Regions from separate parts of the Zea mays genome. Here region 2 is linked to region 1. The links are chromatin contacts, called in public Hi-C maps. All regions are on one chromosome and are shown on one strand. The core of a region is the stretch at or near the end of the contact, and the rest is flanking DNA. Distances in the headings are between cores, read along the strand shown.

Region 1 (4,655 bases), core at 748-3,247:
GAATGCATAGCATTAGATCGGCATAGTAACAAGAATGCATAGCATTAGATTGGCATAGTAGCAATAACAATGCATCAATTCCAATAGTATGGTAAGGTAAAATATAGAATGTTATAACAAATAATGCAACCTAACTTTAGAAATGTGTATTCTGTCAAACAAAAACAACAAAGAAGATATAGAATAGCGACAACAAAAAATGTATCTGTATACATTCTTTTTTAGCAGCTACATGGATATACTATCTTTTGAGTTTTAACAAAAGGCAATACAGAATATACTTATATGTTTTATTTTAAGAAATATGTTGTTGAGCAACATTGTTAAAACCACCTTCAACTTTATAGAGATTCTTTTATCAAAACCGACAAAAAATAACAATAAACATAAAATAATGTAAACATTTAATCTATGATATGTGAAGTCATTTATTTTTCTTAATATTTATCTTAAAAATCACCAAAAAGAAATACATAATACAAAATATTAAGACCAACTATCCTTACCAAACATGCTATTAATAAAGCACCACCTGTCTTGGATAAAGAGTCTTGCAAAATATGGGTTATTTTGCTTTTTCTATAGGGTATGAAGCTCTGGTGGCTGTTTAGAGCTTGCACAACATCCATCACGGCATATAAGGACTTCTTGGAATTTTGTTGAACAAATCTTTCACCATGGCTCTTTTGCTTATCATTGATATGGTCTAATAAAAATTAAAGAATAAAATTTTATTTAGTCATATAATGTAGAATATAAAATTGCAGTTCACGTATGCAAAGTACATACCTGCCAACTCAAGAAAATGCATTTTTGATACAGAGGATTCTTTGCCATTCTGATCAGATTTAGAAATAAAAATAATAAAACCATTGTGTCCTTTAGCTTTGGAAACTTTGGTGCGATTTTGGTGTTTGTCACTATCATAACACAAATTCTGAAACTCCTGAATTGAATTGATTTCAACCTGCGTTAATTGATTAATTTCAGTTTGTGTGATTGAGAAAATGAAAAGACAAGAACATGAATTCAGAAAAAAAAAAGTGTAAGAAAATAGGATACCATAGAGAGGCCCTTCAGATGAGTCCTTCCATCAGCATCCTCTCGCACAAGGACCTCGTTGTTCTTAGGATCCAAAAGATCAAAGACATGGCTGTCTTGAAGCACATGATAAGAGGAAACACTGACAGTTGCCCTAATAGGTTTGGCATAGTCAAATATTCGCTCCATGGCCATAGTGAGCAAGCCCGGTTGATGATCGGACCCCTGAATTGGAAATTTAATTGAGTGAGCTTGATTGAAGACATGCAGTTAAGATATGCAATTCTTACAATTAGCATGAATATAAATAAATGAAAGAAACATACTATAACAAGGTGGGTTTTGCTAGTGGAACCGCAAGTGACTACACATGCGTGGTTGTGGCCATCAGAGGAGAAGATTTTATCCACAAGCTGTTTAACCTCGTTGTGAAAAATGTCTGTGTACGAATCGTCGTTGAGATAGCACCAATCGAGTTTGTGCTCGCGATGTTTGCGGTGGGTCATACTTCAGCAACCCAAAGCCAAAATAAGTCAGATTAGTTGATGAGATCGGCCGGATCTTAAATAAGCTAGAGGAAAAGCAACCAGACTCACTTAGAAAGAGCAGACTCCTTGATTATGGGGACGAATGAGACGGAAGCGGAGGAGGAGTTAGCCGGATCGGGAACACGGGCGGAGACCTGCATGGATCCAGTGGGGTCTCCGCCCGGGCAAATCTTCGCCACTACTCTGACGGGAGCGGTCCTGATCCACGGAGAGTGATAAGGGAGGCTCGGAGCAGCGGTGCAGGCTGCTTCTTCCATCGTACCTTTTATCGGGTGTAGGGGATGACTGGATGACGACGAGGGACGGAGGGCGTCGGGGGCCGCGGGAAGGGAAGAGGAGGGAGGTGACGACGAGACGGTGCCGCTGAGGAGGAAGAGGAAATTGTTTCGTGTGGTAGCCGTTGCTCGTGAGGAGCGCCGAGCGCCTGACCTGCCCTCGTCCCCTTTTGAATTGCGTCCCAAACTCCCAATCGAGTGGGGCGCGGAGGAGCAGGATGGCATTGCGTTCGCACAAGGACAAGGACGGAGGAGGAGCCATTACCGCTGGGCCTTGGACAAACTAACGGCCGGCCCATATCGGCCCAACACTCACGTTTCTCCAGACACAGAGGGCAGAGCGCCGCCGCCGCCGCCGAGTCAAGGAACAAGGATGATGGGCAGTGGGATGGGCGCGTACGGCGGCGCGCTGCGACCGGTGGAGAGCGCGGCCGGGGAGACGATGCTGCTGTGGGGCCTGGGGCAGCCCGAGTCGCACCGCAACAACGCGCTGGTCCGCCAGGCGGCGCACGCCTTCGAGCTCGACGCCTGCGGGCGGCGCCTGTCCCTGCTGCAGTCCCCCTCCTCCATGGCCACCCCGGGGGTCACGGGGGCGGTCGTCTGGGACAGCGGCGTCGTGCTCGCCAAGTTCCTCGAGCACTCCGTCGACTCCCAGCGGCTGCTCCTCCGCGGCGCGCGCGCGGTGGACCTCGGGTCCGGGTGCGGCTTGGTGGGGTGCGTCGCCGCCCTGCTGGGCGCCCATGTGGTCCTCACCGACCTCGCCGACCGGCTCAAGCTGCTTAGGAAGAACGTCGCCCTCAATGTCGACGACCCCCACGTCCCGGGCTCCGCTCGGGTCACGGAGCTTGTGTGGGGCGACAATCCTCACCATGAATTGCTCGAGGAGCCACTGCCCGATTTCGGTCTGCTCGCGTTTGTCTTTTTTTTCTTCTTCTCCTTCTGTGTTTCTTGCATGGACATTCAACTCCTGTCTGCTTCTGATTCATCTTCATAGAATACGATTGATGTCATGATCCTTCAATTCTTTCAGTGCTTGGCTCCGACGTCATATACAACGAGGAAGCTGTGGACGATCTTCTGATCACTCTCAACCAACTCTCAGGGAAGCACACTACTATACTTCTAGCTGGGGAGCTTCGCAACGGTAAGGCTTCTCTTTTTGCGTCCTCTGTTTCCTTTTGGACTGACCAGACGCCATATAAATGTTTTGCATATGATTGTATAGATGCTGTGCTGGAGTGCTTCTTGGAGGCAGCCATGGAGGACTTCCTAATTGCGTGCATCGAGCAGGACCAATGGCACCCTGAATTCCGCAGCAACCGTGTAGCCTTGTTTATCTTGGTCAAGAAACCAGAGAAACCTAGCGCAGAGTAGTCGTCTGTTCCTCGCCTTGGTGTAGAACAAGGATAGGAGGCATCTGGGTTTTCCCTTTTTCCAATTCCAATTATGTTGTTGCGATAGCCAAGGTTTTAGCGCCGGCTTAAGCCATGGAAGTTTGATAGCTCATTGTATGGTTTGCTTGCAACCTATTCTGAAAGTTTGTACAAGAGTGAAAGAAAGGATTTTAGATAACCGATGTCTGAAACTGCAAATGATCTCAGTGGTGGCAACACCTAAAAGCTGATATGTGAGTTTGGACAAGGATGTGCACAGTGGTAGTACAAAGATAGTTTTGAAATGAATTTAAAGAGAAGTCCAGAAACTTATGACAGTACAGAAAGCTCAATAACGAATTGTATTCATTTTATTTGGTTTATGCTTAAACAGTAGTGAAATATGCAAGTATACAACTAGTAACTGTGGCTCTATGAGCTCTATTCCTGATAATATTAGCTGCGTGTAGTTTATGAAACCCATTTGAGTGAATTTTGCGTATCCGTCAGACTGGCAATTCTTGATATTACATACTAGTCTTTACACTTTACAATTTGCCTCTAATGATTTCTTGAAAGTTTATGGAGTCCCCAGTCAGGTAACCTGGCCATCAATTTCCTGATAAGTTATTGTCCAGCATTTCTATGCGAGTTCTCGCCAACAGTCTACATTCTACCGGAAAAAAATGCTCTTATTTGTGTCTGTCATCTTGTTGAAGCTGCCTGACGGATGAGCCTGAGGGACTCGGCGAAGTCGTCCAAAAGCTGATGAGAGTCTGGAAACTGAGCATCATCCACTGCGAGGACAAGCTTGATGGAGTTCGTATAGCTTTGGTAATGTATAGTCAGAGCCTACACACATTAAGATGAGATAATTAAAAATGAGAATCTGGAAGTTGTTCGAGTGTTCGATAGTAGTATTAATGACTAGCGAGCGTTACATGTGGATGCCCGTAGACAGAGGGAGCGATGTAGACGATTGGATGGCCGTAGAACTCCACCTTCTCAGCAGGTCCGACCATGCTTGAGAATGACATGGTCGTATTTGTGAACATACCATAGCAGAGAGCTGCTGCAGCCTGTACAAGTTTCACAGTTAGAGCCAAGCATTCCAGAGTAGTCAAGAGAGAGTTCAAACTGGTCCAAGGTGTTAATTTGCAAAAGATCAGATTCTTGTCATGTGACCTCTGGTTACAACAAAATGCCCAAAAAAAAACTTGCTGTCACTTGTAAGGGTGAAAAAATCACAGCGTTCAGACTCATGTGATCCTGCCAATTTACAGCAGTCCATGACAAGGCTATGCATTTTGATTTGTCCTTTTAGAGAGAATACATGCAGTTGTGACTTTTACTTACTCTTATATGGTTTCTACAAAATCTGGGTTTACCTCTGTCAAAAAAGTGAATTTTAGTTTGTT
Region 2 (5,218 bases), core at 222-2,721, 290 kb before region 1:
CCCAATCAGTTGTACCTCTAAGTGAGGTTGTGCGGGAAGAGATGGACTTGACCCTAGCGAATATTTAGGAGAATTTTTTCTTCTGAATCTTACAGATTTCTAAGTCGTCCCATACCAATTCCTTTAGCACATTTCTCAAATGAGAAAATTGATAGGGACTTAGTGAACAAATTGTCGAGATTAGAACTTGATTTGGTTTGCAAGATATTTATTTATTCTCATATTGTAATTCATGAGGATAAAACAATTTAAGAGAAATATGTTTATTAATATTGTGTTTTATATAACTCGTTTGCATCTTTGTGACTCGAGCCACATTATCTTCATATACAATATTGGTGAGTCCATAACACCAATACCACAAAACCGTTGCACGTGGCTAATCATCGCTAAGTCAAACACATTCACAAAATGGTTATTCCACATTGTAAGCTCGTTTATGATTTGCCATTACGGGGGATCGGATAAATATTTGGCGTTTATGTATCCAACCACATCAGAATTTGTGCCTATATAGTCCAAGATCTCTTTATACCATTCACATTCACACTCACATATATGAGGATATATGTTTGATTCCTATCCAATGACATTTGGTGGGCGAAGTATTTTGTCGAGCTAGAAAGCTCACTGCAAATGCAACATCATGGTCTGATGTGATTTACAAGGTACATGGACGACACTAGTATATGGGCATCATGTGGTCTGAATTGGTCTGTTTTCATTTCTAAAGATCAAATAACTATAGGTTTTTTTTGGAGGGATATGATTTGTTCATATTGAATTTTGCTAATACTTTCTCGGTATAGCTATAGGCACACTAAAGTTCTAGTCGGAAGGTGCGCAAGTTGTAAGCAAAATTTAGTGAGATCCAAATTTCGACTCGAACTTCGCCTCTTTAGGTAATGATATTTAAATCGTCAACATACATGGGTTGGATAGGACGCAAAATTATGTTTGTGACTTTTAAATAAATCGTCAACATACATAGTGATCTGACTGAAGATTTTGTTGGTTCGTCGTTGGACGGCGCCACGCCAGAGACCAGTGTCGTAGGCTCGTAGCGGAGTGTGCCGCGTACTGCTGACCCTCCACGAACCTTCGTCGTACGCGTGAGAAAGGTCTCTGGTCAGATCTAAGTGAACTGAGACGAGAAATTCATCAGTGTCGACACGGACACACGGCCGGTTGCAGACCATGGAAGTTTCCAAGGCCAGGCAACACAGAAAGACCAAAATTTTAGTTCACTGCCATGGAAGATGGCTGGGGAAAGTGACACACCAGCAGGCAGCAGCCTCGTCCGGTCGTCCCTATGCGCGACGGTTTTGGAAACCTGACTCCTAAAAAATCATTAGGCTTTCTTTCTTTGTTTGTTTCTTCTCCAAATAGAAGACCAGAACATTGTCTCAACAAATATACCACACGAGACAAGCAACCACTAGCTGCAGCTTGCACATATAGAACAAGCAAAAATGAGACGACGAAGCAGCAAGACTCCCGCCGCAGGACTGCTTCCTTCGTATGATCGTATCCTACGTCCTGACCCCAGCCCGCCCGCGGTCTCCTACAAATCCCCGTGCCCGACTGCCCGTAGCCCCCCCAAGCTCCGGCCTCCGGCTGCCCCGCCCCCGCGACAGCGACTCCGCCCCCAGACCTCGTCAACCCGCCGCCCGCACGTCACTCCACTAACGTGTCCCCCCGGCCCACCATACCCGATGGTTCCCCGCCACCCCACGACCTTGACCTCGCCCGGGCCGCGCCGTCGCTGTCCCCGCGCCTGCAGCCCCCGCACGCAGCCCCACCCCCGACGCCACACACTCGCACACACTACCGGACCAGGGCGACCAGAACGCTGCGACGGGCTGCGCTGCGCAGTCCACGCCACGCCACGCCGCACGGCAGGCCGACGGAATAGTACCGTGCCGTTGGCGGCACGTACAGCAGTTCAGGCCGGCCTTCCCCTCGCGGCTCTGTCCGTTATAATCCGCACGACCGCACGCACGGTGCAGAAGTAAGGGCTGGGACCACCGGACGACGATGCGGGGCTCCTCGGGCGCGCGCATGACCGCGCAGGACGCGGCGGAGGCGGCGGTGGGCGCGGTCGGGTGCGGCTACGACCTGACGGGGGACCTCCGCCTGGGCCGCGCCAAGCCTGGTGGCCGGCTGGTGGACCTCGACGGCGCCGGGAAGGGCCCGGGGACGTCCCAGTCCGCGTCCCCGTCGCCGCGGGAGCTGGCGTTCCCCGGCGGGGCCGCCGTGGCGGGCGTGCCGGCCGGGGTCGTCGCCGGCAAGGGCGAGCGCGCGCGGTTCCGCTCCGACGTGCTCCCCTTCGCGCAGATGGCGGAGGAGGTGAACCGGTCGCTGTCGCTGCCCGCCAGCAAGATCCCCTCGGGCGCCTTCAACGCCATGTTCGACTACCGCGGGTGCTGGCACCGCGACGCCGCCGCCACGCGCAGCCTCTGCTTCGACGCCCGCCTCGTCGAGCTCTACAGCGTCGAGGCCGTGCGCGCCAGCCTCGCCCTCAGGGACCACGTCAGGCGGGACCTCCCGCCCGTCTGGGACCCCGCCGCGCTCGCCGAGTACGTACTGTCGAGTCCACCGTCCCAGCAGCAGCGGTGACTGGTGATGGGTCTCGAAAGCTCATGATGGTGCTGCTGCTGCTAGCTCCCTCCCTGCAGGTTCATCGACAAGTACGGGACTCACGTCATCGTCGGGGTGAAGATGGGAGGCAAGGACGTGGTGTGCGTGAAGCAGCTCAAGGGCTCCAGCCTCACGCAGAGCGACGTGCAGGCCCGGCTCAAGGAGCTCGCCGACGACAGGTTCTCGGAGGATTCCACAGCAAGTTCCAATTCTTCCACCGCGGGAGGCGGCAGGTTGTCGCAGGGGCTAAACGTTGGGCCCGGATCGGCCGCCTGGCAGTCCTTCAGATCACCCGTCGTGTCTCACAAGGATGTAAGCAAGCACGTACTGTTGCGGTTTTGCATTCTACTGCACTGCTCGTCACCAAGAAAATGTGAATAACGAACGCCCTTAGAACGTGGTGGGATCCTCGCAGGACATGGTGTGCATTCACGTCAGGAGAGGCGGCGTCGACAGCGGCCAGGGCCACGGCAAGTGGCTCTCCACCATCACCGGCTTCCCGGACGTCATCTCCATGTCGTTCGTGCCCATAACGAGCCTGCTCACCGGCGTCCGGGGCAGCGGCTTCCTCAACCACGCGGTGAACCTCTACCTCAGATGTATGTACTGTTAGTCTGGTCTGGTGGAGTCGTCTGGTGTGTGATTGTGTTGTGTTGGATGTGCTATCTAATCGTCGGTTGCTCATCCGGTTTTCCTGCTCGTAACGTGGAGGCAGACAAGCCGGCCATAGAGGAGCTGCAGCAGTTTCTCGAGTTCCAGGTGCCTCGGCTCTGGGCTCCAGAGTTCGGTCAGCTCCCGCTCTCCCTCCAGAGGCGGAAGAACATCCTGCCGTCTCTCCAGTTCACCCTCATGGGCCCTAAACTTCACGTCAACACTGCCAAGGTAAGTCACCCGCTAGCCGGCCATCGAACACAACACGACGGCATTCGCATTCCCAGTTCGGGACTTCTTTTAATCCATCGGTGCTCTCTTCTCCCGTACAGGTCGACTCCTGCCTCCGCCCGGTGACCGGCATCCGGCTGTTCCTGGAAGGCAAGAAGAGCGACCAGCTGGGCGTCCACCTGCAGCACCTGTCGGCGACGCCCGGCGCGATCACGGTGCTCGGCGAGGCCGCGTCCTCGGCGGACGACGCGGCCGCCGTGAACGAGCGCGCCTACATCGAGCCCGTCCGGTCGCCGCTGCTCTCGCACATCTGCACGGCGCCCGTGCAGTACAACGGCGCGCTTATCGACGACTGCGCCGCCATCGTCACCAGCGCCTGGCTCGAGGTGCGGGACGCCTGCTGCCTCAAGAAGGTGCTCTTCCTGCGCCTCGGCTTCTCCGGCGTCGCGGACATGAAGATCCGCCGCTCCGAGTGGGGCGGGGCCCTGGTCGCGCCGCGCAGGTCCGGGTCGCTGTCGGCGCGCCTCAGCGCCGCGCTGTCCGGTGGCCTGGCGCCGGCGCCGCCGGCGGTGGAGGAGAAGGTGGAGGTCAACTCCGCCATATTCCCCAAGGGCCCGCCGGTGCCGCTCCCGGTTCAGAAGATGGCCAGGCACATCGACACCACCGAGGTGAGCAGGGGCCCCGACGACCTGCCGGGCTACTGGGTCGTCACCGGCGCCAAGCTCTGCATGGAAGGCGGCAAGGTTGCGCTCAAGGTCAAGTACTCGTTGCTCATCGCAGTGCAAGAGGACCCTGAAGGACACTGACGCTTTGAGGCCTCCATTGCCGTCGTCGACGCCTCAACTCTCTCTGTCTGTGTTGTGTTGCGGCGGTGTAAAGTTCAGTTGTGGGCAACTACGTTGTACAGAATACAGTGTGCCCAGAGGCTGATGTTTTTTTGGTTTGTTCACTCAGTTCTTGCAAATCTAGGAACAGTTTAGGTTTAGATATAATACTGAGAAATTACCTGATTCGATTGAGCATTCAATACATGAAAAATTAGTGCCGGCTGCATCTGCAATTTCATCAAAATTTGGCACGGTCCTGCAACAGATGATTTTCTTTCGCAGGTAGGGGCTGCATAAGACATCCACAAAGCAAAATAGAAGAAACAACATCTTTGCTTTGTAAGTTTAGGTATTGTGCCAGTCTCAGTGAATTCAACTACACATTGTCCTCCCCATCGTCCAGGTACATCATATATATGTCTGTTACCCATAAGCCAACCGTATGAGACGCAGGGCACGCTCAGTTACCTCCTAGCTACGCTGTGAGAGTGATCGTTTACTTTGGGTGAATACTCGAGGGCACCTTAAAACCTCTCTGCAGTATCAACCACCGGCCGTGCCTCCACACGCTTCCTATCAGAAAGGTAAGGGCCCCGTTTCACCGCATCATTCAACTGCACCGAGAACATTTTGTTGCTGGTTAACGATTTAGACTCGAGCAACAAAAGTGACAGATACTGACTGGCTCTGACAATCTACCTTCCCAACGAGTTCAGAAAGACTTGCTTCATGCAGAAGATGGGATGATGATAGGGCCTTGTTGATTGCCACACAGCAGCCATACCGGGTTTCCATGCCTACAACAGTGAATAAATTGTACCATTACAGTAACTGGTCCAATAAATAGAAACTTGCACAGTCCACGGTAG

The links. Hi-C and Micro-C count contacts between places; a contact is called where the count stands out from the background.
Region 2: a contact with region 1 is called in a Hi-C map of ear, with 6 times the contacts expected there. The contact joins the promoter of LOC103630717 here to the promoter of LOC100278444 in region 1. A contact is called at or near these places in 4 of 25 Hi-C or Micro-C datasets (ear, leaf, root tip and 1 more) and 1 of 3 datasets of contacts at active chromatin or transcription factors (seedling).

The regions. Positions count from the first base shown.
Region 1 is chr6:175,022,683-175,027,337 of Zm-B73-REFERENCE-NAM-5.0, reverse strand. It overlaps LOC100278444, which reads right to left and starts at 1,997. Exons shown (of 18, transcript NM_001352621.1): 1 at 1,638-1,997; 2 at 1,368-1,548; 3 at 1,063-1,266; 4 at 790-967; 5 at 507-706. The coding sequence starts at 1,846. It overlaps LOC100274387 (S-adenosyl-L-methionine-dependent methyltransferase superfamily protein), which reads left to right and starts at 2,171. Exons shown (of 3, transcript NM_001148747.1): 1 at 2,171-2,766; 2 at 2,895-3,008; 3 at 3,090-3,503. The coding sequence starts at 2,238. The coding sequence ends at 3,238. It overlaps LOC100273076, which reads right to left. Exons shown (of 7, transcript NM_001352619.1): 6 at 4,179-4,316; 7 at 3,724-4,089. The coding sequence ends at 3,943.
Region 2 is chr6:175,315,292-175,320,509 of Zm-B73-REFERENCE-NAM-5.0, reverse strand. It overlaps LOC103630717 (MACPF domain-containing protein NSL1), which reads left to right and starts at 1,471. Exons shown (of 5, transcript XM_008651765.4): 1 at 1,471-2,579; 2 at 2,679-2,952; 3 at 3,056-3,239; 4 at 3,356-3,522; 5 at 3,624-4,582. The coding sequence starts at 2,038. The coding sequence ends at 4,328. LOC100278856 reads right to left here. Exons shown (of 17, transcript NM_001151995.3): 16 at 5,049-5,146; 17 at 4,670-4,963. The coding sequence ends at 4,874.